Regions from separate parts of the Mus musculus genome. Here region 1 is linked to region 2. Evidence: chromatin contacts called from public Hi-C data. All regions are on one chromosome and are shown on one strand. The core of a region is the stretch at or near the end of the contact, and the rest is flanking DNA. Distances in the headings are between cores, read along the strand shown. Region 1 has its middle 24 kb from the start of 2610318M16Rik. Region 2 holds the start of Flnb (filamin, beta).

The links. Hi-C and Micro-C count contacts between places; a contact is called where the count stands out from the background.
Region 1: a Hi-C map of the N1E-115 cell line shows a contact between it and region 2, with 10 times the contacts expected there. The contact joins the enhancer-like site here to the promoter of Flnb in region 2. A contact is called at or near these places in 10 of 39 promoter capture datasets (the 3T3-L1 cell line, the C10 cell line, cranial neural crest and 6 more), 13 of 484 Hi-C or Micro-C datasets (B cells, the Ba/F3 cell line, CD4 T cells and 10 more), 5 of 115 datasets of contacts at active chromatin or transcription factors (astrocytes, embryonic basal ganglia, embryonic forebrain and 2 more) and 1 of 9 other capture datasets (liver).

The regions. Positions count from the first base shown.
Region 1 is chr14:8,341,531-8,346,205 of GRCm38.p6, reverse strand. No RefSeq gene overlaps it. Among named protein-coding and RNA genes, the nearest start is that of 2610318M16Rik, 24 kb to the left of the region's middle. Within about 2 kb of position 3,170, at least 8 of the 459 cell types and tissues checked have an H3K27ac peak or open chromatin away from gene starts, as enhancers often do. A contact at or near this core is called in the N1E-115 cell line, where this site is marked.
Region 2 is chr14:7,815,044-7,819,542 of GRCm38.p6, reverse strand. Flnb (filamin, beta) reads right to left here and starts at 1,586. Exons shown (of 46, transcript NM_134080.1): 1 at 1,100-1,586. The coding sequence starts at 1,391.

The sequences.
Region 1 (4,675 bases), core at 1,921-4,420, 530 kb before region 2:
CTGGTCATCTCCCACTGGTTACTGGAAAGGAGTAGCTATTTATTTCCATTTTGCAGATGAAAAGCAAGAGGCTAGGGGGTGTGGAGCCACCCGGTGAGAAAGTACCAAGAGGGACCCAGAATCCTGGCCCTCCATTTCCCTGAGGACAGTCCCATACCTCCAGCTCTCGTAGTGTGGTCTGGACATTGCACTGGGTCCTTCTGCCCAGAGCTGGGCTTCAAAGGCCAAAAGAAGGCTCAGTCACTAGGCCCCCATGCAGCCAGTAAACCTGACTTCAGCAGGAGACCAGAGAGATGAGGGAAATGTAATGAACGTGTGGCCCTCCTTCCCTTCTACTTTACCAAGAGCAAGGCCAGTGGATAATTAGGAGATGGAGGGCGACTTCAGGTTGACTGCTCCAGCAGATGGCCATCTGGGCCCTTTGCAACCTCTCTCCCAGCAGGAAGGAAGCTGAGCCCATGCCAGACTGTACTGGAGAAGAAAGGAGTGCGGAGCAAAGGCACACAATGTGGGCTGGAGAGAATACAGCACAAGAGCTATGGAATTCAAATTTGTCATGCAGTGATGTATGTGTGAGTATGTGTGCATGAGTGTGCATATGGGTGTGAGTGTATGTGAGTGTGTGCGTGTGTGATTGCATGGGTGTATATGTATATGTGAGTGTATGTATGTGAGAGTGTTATGAGTGTGTGTGTGCGCACGTGTGTGAGCATGTGTGTGTGTGTGTGTGTGTGTGTGTGTGTGTGATGTGCATATGCATCCCACAGATGTATGCATATTGAGGCCAGATGTTGATAAGACGATTTCCAATGTCACCGTTCACTTTGTTTTTGAGACAGCGTCTCTCTGTGTTAGGGTTAGAGGAACAGACGTGATGGAATGAATCTCTGATAGAATGATATGTACCAAAGGGGTCATTATAGTGGCTTGCAGGCTGTCATAGTGGCAATACTTGGTTGTCAACTTGATTACATCTAGAACTATCCAAAACCCCCAAATGGAGAGGCATACCTGTGAAGGAGTTTTGCTTAACCCGAAGTGAATAGATCCACTTCTAATCCAGATCTTGAGGTGGGAAGGCAGACCTTTAATCCTTTGATCTGGGTAAACTCATGTCTAATCTGGGCCAGGCCCACTGCTAGAAACCTGCACAAGGACAGATAGAAGGAACTTTTGCTCTTTGCCTGATTGCTCTCACCCTCACTAGCAAATCCATTCCTTCACTGGCAGCAGAGCCTACCTTAGGAAACTGTTGTCTCCTGAAGACCAACTAAGACATCCAGCCTCGTGGACTGAATGGATTAGCTGGACCACAGCCTGTAAGTCATTCTAACAAATCCCCTTTCTGATTATAGAGAGATATTTATTTGTTCCATAAGTTCTGTTATTCTAGAGAACCCTAATATAGCTGAGTTCTGGCTCACCCAACAATGGCTGTCTCCCAATGGAAAGACCAAAAATTTAGTAGCTGTTCAGTCCATGAGGCTGGATATCTCAGCTGGAACTTGTCATCGAGAGTGAAGGCAAGCAGGCAAAAAGCAAAAGGCTTCTTTGTTCCACGTCCTTTTTGGTAGGCTGCCATCTGAAATGGCGGGGAGGCACATTTAGGGTGGCTCTTCTGGCCTCAGATGATCCAGATTATGGGTGTCTTCCCACCTCAAATGATCCAATCAAGAAAAACCCCTCACAGGTGTGTCTAACCGCTTAGGTTTTAGTCACTTCCAGATGTAATCCAGTGGAAAACCAAGATTAGCTATCACACTGAGCCAGGAGCTTACTACTCCAGCTCCCGGGCTCTCCCTGCCTCTGCATCCCAGCACTGGTTTATAGGTAGATGTTACATGCCCAGTGTTTTACACGGGTGCAGAGGATCCAGCTTGGGTTTTCATTCTTGTATAGAAAGCACTTTCCCTACTGAACCTGCCCCAGCCCCTGTCGGGACCTCTTTCACAGAGTGAGGCAGAACCCACTCCATACTTAGACTGTTTCAGTAACTCCACCACCATTGGGCACCTGAGCTACTGCAATGGGACCAACACTGTCCTAAAGCTAGGGAGAAACTAATACACAAGACATGACAACTTCATTCCAGACTGGAGAGGTGCGCAAAGCCCACAGAAATATTTCAGTTGCTAAGTGCTATGAGGAAATATTGACCAGGGAGCCCAGGAGGTGACTTTGCATGGAAGCCCAAAGAAGGCTTCTCTCAGGAGGTGATGCCTGACAGTCGGGGGTCCAAAGGAAAGAATCAGGCAAGAACCAAAAGATAAGTGGGGGTGGGTGGGCATAGAGGCAGAGTGAGAACAGCAAACGCAAGTTCCTGTGGTATAGGACGGGCACTGTAGACCAGAGTCTTGAGGGGTTGCAGGAGGGATGAGAGTAGCAAACAAGGTTCTCGAAGCAAACATGGCGTGGTCAATCTTCCCGGTAAACTTGGAGGTGGAGGTGTTTTATATAGTTGGCCCTCTACCACCAAATGCCAAATCTTCATAAAACCTGTTCCATGTAGGCTCTGTCTCTAGGAAATGGGTGGCAGCAGGATTTCCCCTGGTCCAATCTTGGAAAGCCACTGAGTTAAGGTGTTAGACACCCGGGACTCTCCAGTGGGCACAGAATTCAGCATCGTTATTATCAGCACGATGGCAGCAATGCCCTGCTATGAAGAAGCTTTATCCAAATCGATACCTCCTTCTTCCTCAGCCTTACAGGATGGGGCCATTGTAGCCCCTCCAGCCCATCATAACGTTTATGATCTTATTTTTCTTTGGTTTAGAGAAAGAGCCGCATGTAGCCCAGGCTGGCCTTGAACTCACTATGTAACTCAGCATGACCTGATTTTTCTGCCTCTACTTCCTGAGTGCTCAGGTGGCAAGCACACAGCAGCATACCACTTTCAGTCAGTGCTGGCGACTGAACCCAGGTCTCTGTGCACCCCAAACTGAGCTTCAGTCACAGCCCAAAGGATAAGCTGATAAGTGGCATGGAAGTGGCATGATTCAGCCGACATTTTAGTAAAACGGAGGCTTCGGTTTACATGGGGTCACCCGACTACTGAACTGGTGGATGAATGGGACGAGTGTTGAGTGTCAGGAAAAGTTAAATGGTGTCCCCAAGGCTACAGAGCTGTGAAGGGAAGAGCTAGCATTTAATCCCAATGTGACTCCTGCCTTAATCTCTACCCCAGGCTGGTGTTAGAGAGGAGCCTAGTGGTTAGAAAAGGAAAGTGGCTGCTAGGGACACTTTGAGAACTTGGCCTCTGGCCTGGAATCCAGCCTCCAGACATTTTCCTGGCCTGAGCCCAGCCGGTTGCCCTCCAGCCGTCTCATGGCACCATCCTAGTGAATGATAGTCTGCTTTCAAGAGTTTCCGCTCTAGAAGAGCCCAACCCAATTGTCTTCAGAGATGTCCTATTAATAAGGCTGTCTGGCTTGACACTGGCACCCCCCCATAGGCCCACCCTGCCCCCCCCCCCCCCCGGAAGCTCAACTGCTGGCTCTCTGCTAAGCAGTGTGTGGCCAAGCCAGCCAGAGTTCAACTGCCTCTCCCCAGCCGTGTGACCACCCCATCTCTGCCCTGCTCCATCTTCCAGGTTGCCTTGGTTTTCCTTCCAGAGAGAGGCAGGAAGCTGGGAGATTAGGACCCTTGGGGACACCCCAGAGGGCCTTAAGGTGCCCAGGAATGTGCAGCTCCACAGCCTGACTGAAGTGCTTCTGGCTTTGGAGCAACACTGAAAACCACCTTTGTGCATACAAGAATGAGCTGCAAAACAGATCAGCGTGAACAGGGAGAGCCTGGACATATCCCTGAAGCCCACCCAAGCCTGGTACATACTTCACGCCATGGAAACAATCCAGGCATTGGTGGGGACCCCCGTGTGTCATACTGGAGTTCTGCATGTGGCTAGGGGATTGGATTCTCCAGAGATAGAGCCTAACCACACCCAGGAACCTCAGCCACTCACGCCCTCAAAGCCGTCTCCAACTCACAGCCAGGATTGGCTCTGGAGAGTTGGTTGGTGTTCAAGGCAAAGCCTTTATCTGATTTCTCCATTTCTGCAGTGAGAGATAACCTAGGTTCTCTGGCTGCTAAGGGCGTGTCCAGCACAGGCGGATGGAAACAAAACAAAACAAAACAAACAAACAAGCATGATGACAGTTTCAGACTGACCAACCTGCTGCAGATACAGGGATGTGGACACATCAGTTCAGTTTTCCATTCATCTCCTTGTGTGTAGGAGTTACCATCTAAGAGACCATCTGTGGGAACTGGGCTGGGTGACGTGTTTAGAATAGTCCTTTGTGTGTAGGCTACGCACCTGCTTTGCTGTGTCATTAGAACTATGTTCAATTCATTAACTACCTCAGGCTTTGCCTTGAGCCCTGACCAGCTCTCCATACCAAATCCTGGCTGTGAGCTGGAGACGGCTTTGAGAGCGTGAGTGGCTGAGGCTCCTGGGTGTGGATGTTACTCCAAGGGTGGGGGCATATTGACCCCTTCCTCCCGATGCTCACCTGGAGAAGATGATGGCCTCTGCATCCAGCATAGCCAGGCAGAACAGAAAAGCAAGGACAAGGCACAGGGTGAGCGGAGACCCTGAGAAGCTGGAGATGAAATCAGGCAGTGTTGCTTCCCTCGGGCACACTGTGAGCTTCCCTGGGACTGTGAAAGCTTTAAT
Region 2 (4,499 bases), core at 337-2,836:
TAAGAATCCCTTTCACGAAGTGCACACATCCTCTACATAATACTTTGCACACCCACTGTGTACGGAAAAAAAAAACTTTCATAAATAGATGCTATATGTGCACACACGAATGCCTACGGGGGCAAACAAGTGAGCCCGGGCATAATACACACCTCCCTTGTCCATCACAAAACACATTCTCAAGAGCCCTGTTTTCTCTTTAGAAGCCTAAAGTACTCGAGGTCTTAATTCTCTCACCCAAGGCGGGAGGAAAAAAGCAGGACTCAAACTCTCTCAGGAAGACCCAGGAAAAGGGGGTGGGGACTGCTTTACTTCTAAGTTGGACCACATTGGAGGTGGCCCTGGGAACGTCAATTAGCCCGGTAAACGTCCCCTCTTCTGTAAAATGGGCCTAAGAACATCTCAGGCCACCGGACGTCAATAACTCAGAGAGCCACACAGCCAGCGCCAGTCAAGCCCTTTTCTACACACATTAATTATTATCAACCACTAAATTATCTCAACCTGAAGGAACCGGCCAGCGCTGAGCCAGAGCTAGGAAGTGAGGACATTCCCCTGTGACGCCCCTTCCAACCTCAGAGCCCACACCCATTCCGGTCTAAGAAGGGGAGGGTCTCAGGTCCTCGTCTCCACCTAGGTGGTGAGATCCTAAGCAAGAGAGCGGTCGCGGTCGCGTCCTAGGTCTCCACGCCCAGACTCGAAGCCAACGCCCTTTCAGCCGGGCGGGTCACTCAGCTCTAGGCGCACCTGGCTAGCGTAAAGTAGGGATTTGGTACTTGAGTCCACGGCGTTGTCATTAGGGTCAGCAGACGATTTCCCCAGCAATCCCAGGAGTTCCCGCAAATTAAATTCCAGGTGTGACTGGAAGGTCTGAGTGCTTAACCCACCCCAACACTGCAGCGGCACCGCCAGGAGCACCGTGTCGAGCAATCACGCCAGGTCCCAGCCCACAGATGGCACCGCGGAAAGGCCTATGTTCCTAGGTCCTCATCCCAGGACCATCTCCCCCTCCCTCACACCCGGGAAGCGATGCGCAGTGGGGCGCGCTGCCGGATACCCCCCGATTACTGCAAATTTAGGGCCTGGCCACAACACTCACCAATGGACACGAGCTTAATGCTTTCGTGGTCTAGGAACTCCAGAGCCACAGACACATTCTCCAGCTTCATCTGTCTGAAGGTGGGCCGCTGATGGTACTTGTGGTGCATGCGCTTCTGGCTGAGCACCTCGAGCAGCGCGATGAGCCGTAGCCCGTCGCTCAGGTCGGTCTGCAGGTTCCCGATGCGTTTATTCACACACTTGAGGTGCTCGTTGCACCAGCGCGTGAACGTGTTCTGCTGAATCTTCTTCCACGGCGCGTCCTCCGCCAGGTCTTTCTCCGTCACCGGCATCCTGGAGGCAGAGAGTACGCGGAAACAACGAGCTGCAGGGACTGAGATGAAAAGCCCCAAGGGCCCGGGGAAGGGGAACTGAGGCAAGTGGGGAGAGGGTTAGAAAGCGCTGCTATACTAGCCGCAACAGGATCAGGACTGCCTTCGTCCGTCCCCGGGCGCGAAGTAGCCTGGCCTGGCGCCTGCGCGCTACGCCGCCCCGCCCCCGAGGCTCCGCCCCGTTTCTACCCTATAGAAGCGAACTCCTTAGCTGCGCTCGCCCTCTACGGTCCAAAGCCTGCATTACGCCGGAGGGTAGGGTGGGGTGGTGCTTCCTAAGTATCCCCAACCTGATGTACTGCCCAGCAAGGAGAAAGTAACTTGGGAAAGGCCTAGAATAAGGGCACACGAGGAGGCGGGGGACTAGCCTAGAAGGAATGGTTGCGTCAAGAGGGAATATGCCACCCATCTATAGGTTCAGTGAGAGGAAAGTGTTTTTCTCAGAGTCTGCACGTAAATTAGACACGTTGATTTCTAAATGAAAAGGAACTCAGAGCTGGGCGTGGTGGCGCATGCCTTTAATCCCAGCACTTGGGAGGCCGAGGCAGGCGGATTTCTGAGTTCGAGGCCAATCTGGTCTCCAGAGTGAGTTCCAGAACAGCCAGGGCTACACAGAGAAACCCTGTCTCGAAAAAACAAAAACAAAACAAAACAAAACAAAAAAGAAAGAAAGAAAAGGAACTCAGCCTTAAAGTCCAATACCACGTCCATCTGAGTAGCAGTAGTGAAAACGAACTGTTTTCTATGGCTATTAGAAGTTTTTTGCTGGTGTAACACAGATTTCCTGTCTTGCATGTCAGTAAGTTAGATGTCCCGTCTGGGGTTCATTGGCCCAAGGCATTTCTTGCTGGAGCTTCTGGGAAATAATCTGCTCCTTTGCCGTGCCAGATTCTAGACGCTAGGTGCATGTGTTGGCTTACGATGCCTTTCTTGTCTTCAAAGCCGGTAAAACAAGGCACAGATACCTTTTTCACCCTGTCATCTCCTCAGTTCTCCATAGTCAGGTCTTCCTAGAACTCTCTTGAAGACCCTGTTGACTGTATTAGGCAAATTGATTAGTCCAGAAGATCTTGTTATGTTTTATTTTTTTTAACTATGATGGCCAAGAAAGGGCCGGATAAATGGGTCATGGCACCTACTGACCGGTGTCCCTCTTCTCTTCCCTTTGCCTGAGAATTCAGTTCCTTTCTCTCCACATCCCAAGCCTGGTAGCCCTCAGCTCAGCTTGGCTGTCTCCCCCCTGGCCCCCCAGTGTCGAGGAGCAGATGGAGATCTAAGGTCTCGAAGAAACTGAAGATACGTGTCTGACATGAATGATATCTGTTCCATGCTGGTCTGCATACCCCAGCAAGAGGTCTAGAGTGATCTCAACTACAGCTGAGTACCTGGTGTAGAATTGCCATATGAGATGTAGACGACAGATGAGTGAGTGGGTGAATGGATGGATGTGTGCTTGCAGACTGAGGGGGGCAGCCTTCATCCTGCATGCAGAATCAACTGGGGTGTGGGACACCCATCGTGTGAGACCTACAGCCTGACATTTCAGGCCTGAAGAATCTACATCCTGTCCCTGCCCTGGGTGGGGTGTTTGCTCTACTCATTTCCACAAAGCAATTAACTGCAAACATATCAATCCAAGGAGATTGATACTAGAAAGCCCAACAGTCCTTCCTGCCTTATAAGGAAGCTCTTGTCACTGACCTCTGCTGGTTCAGGCTCCCAGTGTCTGCTCTCATTCCAGCTTTTATACTTTCCTTTGGTATGGAAGAAACAGTAATAATACTAGGAGAACACCTCACAGTTTATCTTAGTGACTTAGCTTTCTGAGTCCTTATACACCCAGGGAGCGAACCTGGATCCTTAACTTCATTTTCGTTTGCTTGCCATTTTCCTTGTCCATAACATCAGATCTAATTATCTCTCCAGATTGAACTCCTGAGAGTGGGTGTGGGGGGACCTTTGCCACACAGAACTTGGCTCACTTACCCCTTCCTCCTGGAGGGAAACGTCAGCTATCTACAGGGTGTCACTAGACCATGCAACCGTACAGTCGAGTACAGAACAATAGGGCAAAGCTTCTGGTCCTATATAAATACAGGTTGTATATGTGTATATAATTACCTGTCGGTGCATAAAATACCTCTGGGATGATTCATAAGCAAACAGTAACCAAATTCATAGCCAACATTACGTTGGCGAGACAGAGTCCTTATACACCCATTTTCTTTCTTTTCTCAAGATTTATTTATTGTATGTATATTTATTTATTTAATGTCTATGAGTACACTAGCTGTCTTCAGACACACCAGAAGAGGGCATCAGATCCCATTAGAGATGGTTGTGAGCCACCATGTGGCTGCTGGGAATTGAACTCAGGACCTCTGGAAGAGCAGTCAGTGCTCTTACCCGCAGAGCCATCCCGCCAGCCTGGGAGAGGTATTTTCTTTTCTGCAGTGTGCTCAGTCGTGTGCAGCTCCCCTCCCCCAAACAGGGTCTCATATAGTTCATGTGAGCCTCAAACTCCTCATGTAGCCAAGATGGCCTTTGAACTTTTGATCCTCCTGTTTCCACCTCCTATGTGCTAAGATTGCCAGCATGTATATCACAGTGGCCTTAGAATTTTTTAAAGTCAATTAAATTAATATTTGTAAAATTCAGATTTCAAGTTGGAGGTGAACTCAGTGACTGAGGTCCTGTGTAACAAGCACAGTGTTGCTTGTTGGTGGAAGAAGCTGGCAAGCATCCCCCTTACTCTGTGGTCAAAGTCAGCCTCACCTGTGAATGGGGAACAACGGGATGCCACAGACCTCCCCTCCACAGGATATGGTGACAGGGGCACTTCATCTTTGGGTTGTTCTTTAAAACACTTACTAGAGACCTCTGTCTGCCTTGAATTTCAAAGAGGGAGAGGATTGAGAGTTTGAGATCAGCATTGGCTAGCCTTAGCAAGACTCTGTCTCTAAAACAGTAACAATATTATCCTACACACACACACACACACACACACACACACACACACACACACACACAAACACGCACACGCACACACATTCACTCACACCTGGGGCT